Regions from separate parts of the Macaca mulatta genome. Here all the other regions are linked to region 3. A link is a contact called in public Hi-C data. All regions are on one chromosome and are shown on one strand. Each heading gives the region's core, a stretch centred on a gene start, on an enhancer-like site or on the middle of the called end of the contact. The rest is flanking DNA. Distances are from core to core; before and after follow the strand shown.

Region 1 (3,207 bases), core at 414-2,913, 180 kb before region 3:
GGGAGGCCGAGACGGGTGGATCACGAGGTCAGCAGATCAAGACCATCCTGGCTAACACGGTGAAACCCCGTCTCTACTAAAAAATACAAAAAACTAGCCGGGCGTGGTGGCGGGCGCCTGTAGTCCCAGCTACTCGGGAGGCTGAGGCAGGAGAATGGCGTGAATCCGGGAGGCGGAGCTTCCAGTGAGCTAAGATCCAGCCACTGCACTCCAGCCTGGGCGACAGAGCGAGACTCTGTCTCAAAAAAAAAAAAAAAAGTTATTCTTGATATAATTATGTCACAAAACATGATACAAGTTTTGTTTTTCTTTCTGCTAGAAATAAATGAGTACTGGGAACACGTGAACTTGGAACACAACCAAAAAGTGCCTTATAAAACTTACAAGGGGCCGGGCGCGGTGGCTCATGCCGGTAAATCCCAGCACTTTGGGAGGCCGAGGCGGGAGGATCACGAGGTCAGGAGTTCAAGATCAGCCTGGCCAAGATGGTGAAACCCCATCTCTACTAAAAATACGAAAATTAGCCAGACGTAGTGGTGGGCACCTGTAATCCCAGCTACTCGGGAGGCTGAAGCAGAGAATTGCTTGAACACGGGAGCCAGAGGTTACAGTGAGCCGAGATCACACCGCTGCACTCCAGCCTGGGCGACAGAACAAGACTCTGTTTCAAAAAAAAAAAAAAACTTAAAAGAAAACAACAAAATTGAGCTGGTCTTCCTATATTTTATTCAACAGGACAACCAACATCAACAAACTTTTGACTTTATGAAACTTTAGTTCTGCAATTTTATAATGTTATTTTCTTATAACTGAGAGAAAATCACAGAATGATTTAAGAATTATTTATCATTTTGTACCTATTAAAGCCACATATTTAATACTTTTACAGTACCCCAAACTTCTAGACATGTTTTTACTTATTAGGGGCAACATAAACAGCTATACATAAAAATACTATTAAATTCATATGCTATAAATAACAGTATCAGCAATGATTCCTACAGACAAACACTACCCTGCCAAAAAAAAAAAAAAAAGAGTCCCAAATGCACACTAACGGGAGCTTAAGTCTCCAGTCTCCACAAAAAAGGAAGAGCTTCGCCAGCCGTTCTGGAGGACAGTGAAAACAGGCTAAGAGCTCGGGCCTCAGAAAATCAGCTCAGAGGGACTGGGGGCCAATCTAGAAGCTGAGGCTGCACATGGATATGCTGCGCGCAGCTCATAAAAGACGTTGGCAACCAATGAGCTGGAAGGAGCCCCCTCAGCCCCGGGGCAAGCTCAGCGCCCTCCCTCGGGTTCCCAGTCCCCCGGGTTCCCAGACCTACGGCCACGAGGGGAGGATAGGCCTCGGGGCGGATGCAAGAGTCACGCGGCGCGCGACAGACCACCAAGTGCTGCGGTACAGGGCCCGCACCTGTATAACTCGGGACGCGTCAGGCGCGGCGAGCCCCGGCTGCTCCCCGGAGGCGCAGGGGCCGAGGAGGCCCTAGGGCAGCGGCGGGGTCCGTCACAGTGACTCCTCGACCGCGGCAGCTTCTCATTCCCTCTCCCTCCCCTATTCCGGAGGAAGAATGGGCAACAGCACCGGGCGCCAGTGCTAATGGCAGGAAGGCATGCGAGACGTTCAAATGGACGCGTCCATCTTGACTTTCCCGTCCTGCCTCTCGCCAGGGCGGGGCATCGCGGTAGGCGCGCGGCGTCCTAGCAGTCCTAGCGCCTGCGCTGTTGCGGGAAGACCGCGACAGGGTAGAACTTGCGGGCTCTTTCCTCCGTGCGATTGATCTGAACCCCGAAGCTGGATTCTGTCTGCTAGAGTCCGTACAGTGATGAGATCCTCCTGGCGTCCAAGTTCTCTTTAGCTCATGTCACTGGGGACCTGAACTGCCTCAAAGATCTAAAGGTTTTTTCTGTCTGGTTTCGCTTCCGCCTCCTGACCCCACGTGGAGGTAGGCACCTCTAGGTTGATGGCGGGGAGCAGGGGTTGCTGATTTTCTCTACGTGCAGTGCTCTATGCCTTTTTCGGTCCATGCTGTTCTTCGAATAGTCGATGAACGGTGTGAAGGTCCTCACAGAAATGTTGCTTGCAATTCCCAGATTCAGAGACACTTCTTGAGGCAATTCAAAGACCCAAGTTAAGAACCCCAGCGACCACTCGCGCCTGTAATCCCAGCACTTTGGGAGGCGAGGCTAGAGGATTGCTGGAGCCCAAGAGTTTGAAACCAGCCTGGGCAATATAGCAAGACTCTGTCTGCACAAAAGAAAAACTTTAAAAATTAGCCTGGCGTCGTGGTGCGCACCTGTAGTCTCAGCTGCTTGGGAGTCTGGAGGATCACTTGAGCCGGGAGTTTGAGGCCACAGTGAACTGTGATCGCGCTACTGCACTCCAGCCCGGGCAACAGAGCAAAACCTTGTCTCCAAAAAAAACCAAAAGAATGGGTTATAGGAGAAAGGATAGAAACAAAGATTCGTGAAACAGTTAAATAAATACAAATATACCTAATTGATATTTTAAGCTTTTGTGTGTGTGTTTTTCTTGAGACGGAGGCTCGCTCTGTCACCCAGGCTGGAGTGCCGTGGCGCGATCTCGGCTCACTGCAACCTCCGCCTCCCGGGTTCAAGCGATTCTCCTGCGTCAGCCCTCTGAGAAGCTGGGATTACAGGCGCCCGCTACCACGTCCAGCTAATTTTTGTATTTTTAGTAGAGACTGGGTTTCACCACGTTGGCCAGGCTGGGCTCAATCTCCTGTCCTCGTGATCCTCCCGCTTCATCCTCCCAAAGTGCTAGGATTACAGGCGTGAGCCACTGGGCCCAGCCAATATTTTTTAAAAAAAAAATTTTTTAAGTTTAGATTTACAGAAAAATTTCAGATAGTTCCAAAATTTCCCACATACCCTATACCCAGTTTCTACATCCAGTTTCCCTATTATTAGTGTTTTACATTAGTATAGTGCATTTGTTAAAATTAATGAAATATCAACACATGACTAATTAAAATTCATACTTTGTTCAATTTTTTTTAAGAGTCTTGCTGTGTTGCCTAGGCTAGAGTGCATTGGCACAAACACAGCTCACTGTAGCCTTGAACTCCTGTGCTCAAGCAGTCCTCCTGCTTCAACCCCCCAAGTAGATGAGACTCTAGGTGTAAGCCACTGCATTAGTTGTAGAATATCCCTTAACTGGAATTCGTCTGATGTTTCTTCATGATT
Region 2 (3,352 bases), core at 247-2,746, 160 kb before region 3:
ATATCCCTCCCTCCACCTCCCAGCCCCCTTCCCTCCAAGCATACAGCAGCAGGCTCCTGTGAAGTCTATAAAACTGCTTGGTGTAGTTTAGACTTGGCTACTCAGGCGCAGGGCTCATGTTGTCTTCTTCTTCTTTTTTTTTTTTTTTTTAAATCATGTAGACCCATAGGATAACAATCGCCCTTCCAGTTTGGTGTTATCCTGTGGGCCTAAGGATGCATGGAGCTGACACCACACTGATTTTGCTTTTGCTGTCGGTGTAAGTAATAACCTGTCTAAATCCATCTGGGCTGCTTGTCTCCTTCCCGTAGCCAAATCTACGGGAAGTGTCTAGCCAGTGTAGGGTCAAGGGACTGCTTGACAAGAGACCAAAGTAAATGGAAGAGGCGTAAGGAGGTGAGGCCAAAGAGGAAAGGGGACCAGGTCACACAGAACCTCGGAGGTCACTGCAGAACCTTGGCTTATGCGGAGAGACAGCAGGAACCACTGATAGGTTTGGGGAGATTTGAGCAGAGGGACATGATTTGGCTCATGTTACATTGTTAAAGGGACCACCTTAAAATACATTCATTCTAAAAGTGTTACCTTTAAGAAACTATGTATATAAATTAAGTTACTGTTGCCATTATTAGTATAAGTAGTTACATTTCTCTTACGATTCATTCTCTGCTACTGCCTCTTGGACCCTGCACACCTTGTGGAGGTCCATGAGAGTAACGTGCTGTGGTTTCCCCTCTCCCAACTCCTGCTCTGCACTTTGTCATTCACTTTCATCTCCCTCCTTGAGTGTCACCTCTCTCTGGCTCGTCAAGAAGCCACAGCAAAGCGTCCTTCCCCAGGAACCCCTCCCCCAGGGGCGGTGAGCTCCTCGACGCCAGGGCAGTGTAGCGCACCTCGGGCCAGGTACCCAGGAGGCGCTCGACGGGAGCGGAATGGATGTGGAGGAGCGCTCGGCAGGGAGCGCTGCCGCCGTGGCCTTGGCCTCTGGGAGCGGCGCTGCCAGGGTTTTCTGTGTCAGCCAAGCCTGGAATGCGGGGGCGCCTCTGGACCCTCCTCTTGGGTCTGGGGGCTGCCTCGGGCATCCTCCACTCCTCTCCCACCTTCTGTCCTTCCCTATCTCCCACCCACAGGTGTGGGGCTCCAGACCCGCGCAGCGGCCAGAGCCGTCTCCTCTGGACCTCCAGCCCGCCCCTCCCCTTCACTTCTCTCTCCAGCTCCCTCCTGGTCTCTCAGCCCCCTCCCCTTCCTCTCCTCCCAGCTCCCCGCCGTGCGCCCCACGGTGGCCTTCGGCCCGCCCCTCCTCTCCAACCCCCTCCCTTTCCCCTTTACGCCCCTCCTCCCCCTCGTCCTCCCACCCCCTCCCACTCCAACCTGCGGGACCCGCCGGGACTCGCCCCCCTGCCCGCCCCTCTCCTCTAGCCCTGGTCGGCCTCGGCTCGGCCCCCGGCCCGCCCCTTCCAGCCCTCGGCACCACCCGCCGGCCGCTGGGCTCCACCACTCTGCACTCGCTGCCGGGGCCGCCTGGACAGGGAGCTTCGCTGGCGCGCTTAGCCGGCGACAGGGCAGGTTCGGGACGTCCATCTGTCCGTCCGTCCGGAGAGAAATTACAGATCCGCAGCCCCGGGATGGGGCCGGCCCCGCTGCCGCTGCCGCTGCTGCTGGGCCTCTTCCTCCCCGCGTTCTGGAGTAGAGGTGAGTGCGCCCGGCTGGGGGCCAGGCGAGGGGGTGGGGGCTCCCAGGACGAAGCAGGGGGCTCAGGGGAGTGAGCGCGTCCACAGGGGCGCGCCTGGCTGCTGGACAAGTTTGCAAACACCCTCCACCCACTGCGGTGCCGGAGAAGGAGGCGCAGGCGAGCCTTCCGTCCACTGACCGCGGCCCCTCAAGCGTCCCGAGGGCACCCAGCCCGGCTTGTGGGTGCGCGTCGTGGTGAAGCCGGGTCGGGGTCGGGGCTGCAGCCTTCCCTCTTCACCTCCGAGGAGGAAATCGAGCTCCGCTGGGCGCGCTGCAAGTCCCAAAGTTCCTACGAGTGGAACATAGGTAGCAGGTCTGGTCTGGAATGCGACGAGAACTTTCCACTAGACAGAGTTGCATGGTGGAGCCCTACTCTGGCGGGAGTTCCGGGGGCCACAGATCCGGTCTCCCGAGGGACCGGCGTGGGGCGAACGAACGGGCTGCGGAAGTCAGAGCTGCAGTCCGGGAGCCGCGATAGACTGAGGCCGAGCGTCCGGCCAGGGAGGGACGGCAGTCCTGGCTGCTCCCACTGGGCCCTTAGGGATGTTATTAGCATCCCTTTGTAGAGGCACCCAGAGAGTGTGGGGACCTGGAAAAGGGGAGCGTTCTTTTCACTCCTGTTACGGCAGAACAGAACTTACGGTGCTCGACAGCGTTTACGTTTATCTGGACGCAGCCAAGTGTTGTTACAGGCTTTTTTTTTTTTTTTTTTTTTCTGAGACCGAGTCTCGCTCTGTCGCCAGGCTGGAGTGCAGTGGCGCGATCTCGGCTCACTGCAATCTCCGCCTCCCGGGTTCAAGCGATTCTCCTGCCTCAGCCTCCCGAGTAGCTGGGACTACAGACGCACGCTACCACGCCCGGCTAATTTTTGTATTTTTGGTAGAGACCGGGTTTCACCATGTTGGCCAGGATGGTCTCGATCTCATGACCTCGTGACCTCGTGATCTGCCCGCCTCAGCCTCCCAAAGTTCTGGGATTACAGTCCTGAGCCACCGCGCCCGGCTTGTTCCAGGCATTTTAATACAAGATGCTGGATTGATAAGTGGAGGCAAGGAAGGCCGGTTTCATTCTGCATGAACAGCTTATTTGGGGAGTGAGTGATGAACAGATTTCAAGTTTGATCGCTGATGCACTTCTTGAGGAAGCTGGAATAAACTTACCAGGCTTTACCCGAAAGAGAAAGAAAGGGGGAAAATGCTAAATAAACACATTCCAAGTATTTTCTCTTAGCTAAGATTTCTATTTCCATTCAGAATGCAGATTTTATCTCTTTTGGTCGTGAATGCACTTGACTAGCCTTCACCTATTATAGTCAAAGATGTTTTTTAGGAATACCTGGAAAGCTTAATTTATAGTCAAGTAAGTTACTTAAAAGTTTTTCCTTTGAGATTTTTCTTTGAAAGCTCATTTACTCAAATGAAAAATTCTTAAACAACGCACCCCTTTTTCCACGTTAAATTACATAAGCAATTTATAATTTGGGGCAACATAGCAATTTGAAACAAACTTTAAGAGCCAAAAACCAGGCAAAGAACGAAAGCAGTCCTGTTCTCCACAGCCTCCCCCCACCGCAAACCTTCAAAAATTCCTCAGCATTTCTTCCAGACTCATTTTTCATAAT
Region 3 (3,383 bases), core at 416-2,915:
ACACCAACATCCAGTCATCTGGAAGATCTTTCCATTCCTCCATTTCTCTCATAACTAAAACAACTTCAGACTTAACCCTCACTCCCACCGGTAACTCACCCTTAACTCTTCTTGTAGAACTTAAATTTCATGTATTGTTCTCTCCTTCTGTCCCTGACTCACTTCCTAAATCTCTGGTGGATGTTCCCCTGTTGTCCTGTTACACTGTTATTCTGACCTAAACAGAACTGATCACATTGCTTGCTGGGAAGATGCACATGCGATCTCTAGTGTATATAGTAGGTCCTCAATTATTACTGATGACTGGTAAAGCAGCCAAGGTCTTTTGACTATATAAATCGATCTTATTCTACGTTAATAACAATATTAGCACAGGATTCTATTCCCCTGTTGGATATTATTTACATTTGATAATGAATGAACTAATTCTCTTTGACAGCAAAACATGTATTCAGCTTACAGTCGAAAATGCAAGGCAAGGTACACAATAAGACGGATCCAAGCCCTGACCCCTCCGAGCTTTAAGCAGTCAGGTAACTATTTGTTCTGAAAAGTATTAACTGTCCTATTAACGTTAACCTTCACAACACAATGCCTTGTGTTCAACCGGCCTTGGCCTCAAAGCACTTTCCTGGCACATTCCCTAAATTTAAAGAACGGTTTCCATAGAGCTGAGAGGGTCGAGGCAGGGGCAAGTGTAGAGAATGCAAGAAATGGAGACACCCCGGGCAAAAGAACTCTAGACTGCACTCCAACCTTAGCACTTACTAGGCATTCGAGTTCAAGACCTTGACACTTGCACTCGCTGGTGGCGAGCCCCGCCTCCCCATTCCGGCTCCACCTCCCCAACCCAGCCCCGCCTCCCCACCCTGCCTCATCTACCAGACAGGTCCCGTCTCCCCATTCAGGCCCCCGTCTCCTCACTCAGGCCATGCCTCCACATTTAGGACACGCCTCCCCGCCCAGTCCAGTCTCCGAACTAGGGCTTGCTCTAAGCCCTGCTTCCTCGCCCAACCTGGCCTCCCCACTACGGCCTAACCCCAAGCCCTTCTCCTCGTCCGGCCCCGTCTCCACACTACCGCCTGGTCCTCAACTCCACCTCCCCACTCCGACCCCATCTCCTTGACCAGCCCGGCTTTTATGCTCAGGCTCCGCCTCCCCGCCCAGTCTTGCCTCCAAATTCCTGCCTTGTCCCACGCCACGCCTCCACACGGCCCCGCCTCCACGCTCGGCCTGGCCCCAAGCTCTTCCTTCCTGCGGCACCCTGTCTCAGCACTCCGGCCTGGTACCGAGCCCCGCCCCGCCTCCCCAGTCCGGAGCCCGCCTCCAACCCCGCCCTGTCCCCACACCCAGCCTGGCCCCGAGCCCCACCTCCCACCGCGCCCCGCTTTCCACTCTCCCGAGCCCTGCCTCCCACCCCGCCTTCACACGCCCGAGCCCCGCCTACATCCCCGCTCTGTCTCGTCACTCCACCTGGTCCCGAGCCTCCCCTCCTGCCTCCACCCTGCCCCGCCCCGATCATCCCGAGCCCCGCCTTGTCTCCACACTCCGGAGGCACCTCCCTACCCGGCCCCGCCTCCGCGCTCCGGCTGCCAGCCCTCCCTTCCACCCTCTGGCTCCGCCTCCATCTTCACGCTCACGCCAGGCCCTGAGCCCTGCCTCCACGTCTCGGCGCCAACTCCACGTCCTGGCTCCTATCTCTGCCTTGCAGGCTTCCCCCAGCTGCACGCTTGGGCCCGGCTCAGAGCCCTAAGCCCTGCCTCCCGGTCCTGGCCCGGTTTGCCAGAACTGCACCGCGCCTCTCCGCCCAGGCCCAAGCCCCTCCTCCACACCCGAGTCCAAGCCCCGCGTCCCGGATTCGGACCCGCCTGCCTGGGGCGGTGCTGCACCAGGTGCGGGTGTGGCAGGCGTCTCGGAGCGCCAGGTGCAGCTTCCGGGTCAAGATGGTCGCCGCCTGCCGCGCCGTAGCGGGGCCCCTGCCGTGCCGCCGCCTCCGCTGCCTTCCCGCCCGGGTCCCGCTGCTGCGCGTCGCCCTCTGCCTTCTGTGCTGGGCCCCGGCGGCTGTGCGCGCGGTCCCTGAGCTGGGGCTCTGGTTAGAGACAGTCAACGACGTAAGTGGAGTGTCGGGACCGAGGCGTGGCACGTCTCGGGCCCTCAGGGCTGTTGCGGGGCTTCGCTGGACCCCGGGCTTGTTCACCTGGCCTCTGCCGGGTCAGCACCGGGTCCCCTGATACCCTCCCGGAGCCTTTTGTCTGTTACGAGCGGGGAGCCGGGAGCGGCCCCTCCTCCGGCCCGACCTAGGCTGCAGGGAAAAGCCGTCAGAATTGCGCATGGGACGGCCCTCCGGTCCGAGCGCTCGGACTGTTACTGAAGGTCACCATTCCCGACGCCGTGGCCGTCATTTTGCTCTGACATGTTTTGGCTGGATCAGGAATCTCTGCACATCTAGCAGCATCTTTGGGATTCGACTCTTCCTGTCCGGATGCAGCCACAGTGGGCCACACCCCTGAGGCCGCAGGGAGGACTTGCCAGCGCTTCAGTTTCTGCATAAACTTAGCGCGTCTGCCGCTTCCTTTAAAAAAAAAAAAAATTTAAATGAGGAGGAAACGTGCAGTAGTCACCCTCTCTCTCTTTCTCTCTTCTTGAGTTCCTGAATTTCTCTACAGTTCCTATCACAGTTCCGGGTGTGTGTGTGTGTGTGTGTGTGTGTGTGTGTGTGTGTGTGTGTGTGTGTGTGTGTAGGTGGGGCGGGACTAGTTATTAGGGAGTGCTTGAAAGGCGAATCTGGAGGCATGAGTGGGCGGAAACTCTTCTTTCCAAGGCAGGCTATTAGAAAACTTGGCATCCAGTAATTAGAGGAGATGATGTGGGAGAGATACAGGGGCAGAATTATGGAAAGTCTTGCAAAAGAGAGACAGGAAGTCTGGAAGAGGCATTATCTCCGGCTTCTCTGGGGTCAGATGACCAATCCAGCACTGTTTGGGATGGGTATTTTCCACATGCATGGACTTATATTTTGATTTCCTTAACCAGAAAAAGAAAGTAGTTCCAAAGACTACAAATACTTCCCACAACAGCAAAGCTATTCAGAGGAACACGCTGGGTATATTTCTTATACCCAGAAATATACCCAGCGTGTATATTTCATAGGTATATTAAGACCTATTGCGGCCATTTCCTCCAGGATTCTTCTGGATTGGTGACCTAATTTGTGTGCCAGTTATATAGTCTGCACATCTCCATTATTTAATTTCCTGGACGGGAAAAAGTAGAACTCAGGGAACTACTCTCATGGCTTCCTGCTGTGACGATAGTGAATAGTCAATATAACTATATTGGAAGTGACTCAGCCGCATGCGTGTTGTTAGATTACTTGAACATAT

The links. A called contact is a pair of places that touch in the nucleus more often than the background predicts.
Region 1: a Hi-C map of CD4 T cells shows a contact between it and region 3, with 9 times the contacts expected there. The contact joins the promoter of ANAPC1 here to the promoter of TMEM87B in region 3. A contact is called at or near these places in 4 of 14 Hi-C or Micro-C datasets (CD4 T cells, cortical neurons, fetal cortex germinal zone and 1 more).
Region 2: a Hi-C map of liver shows a contact between it and region 3, with 2.6 times the contacts expected there. The contact joins the promoter of MERTK here to the promoter of TMEM87B in region 3. A contact is called at or near these places in 3 of 14 Hi-C or Micro-C datasets (fetal cortical plate, fibroblasts and liver).

What each region holds. Positions count from the first base shown.
Region 1 is chr13:22,013,029-22,016,235 of T2T-MMU8v2.0, forward strand. It overlaps ANAPC1 (anaphase promoting complex subunit 1), which reads right to left and starts at 1,664. Exons shown (of 47, transcript XM_077959001.1): 1 at 1,415-1,664.
Region 2 is chr13:22,031,902-22,035,253 of T2T-MMU8v2.0, forward strand. It overlaps MERTK (MER proto-oncogene, tyrosine kinase), which reads left to right and starts at 1,497. Exons shown (of 18, transcript XM_077959003.1): 1 at 1,497-1,692.
Region 3 is chr13:22,191,928-22,195,310 of T2T-MMU8v2.0, forward strand. TMEM87B (transmembrane protein 87B) reads left to right here and starts at 1,666. Exons shown (of 17, transcript XM_077959008.1): 1 at 1,666-2,111. The coding sequence starts at 1,944.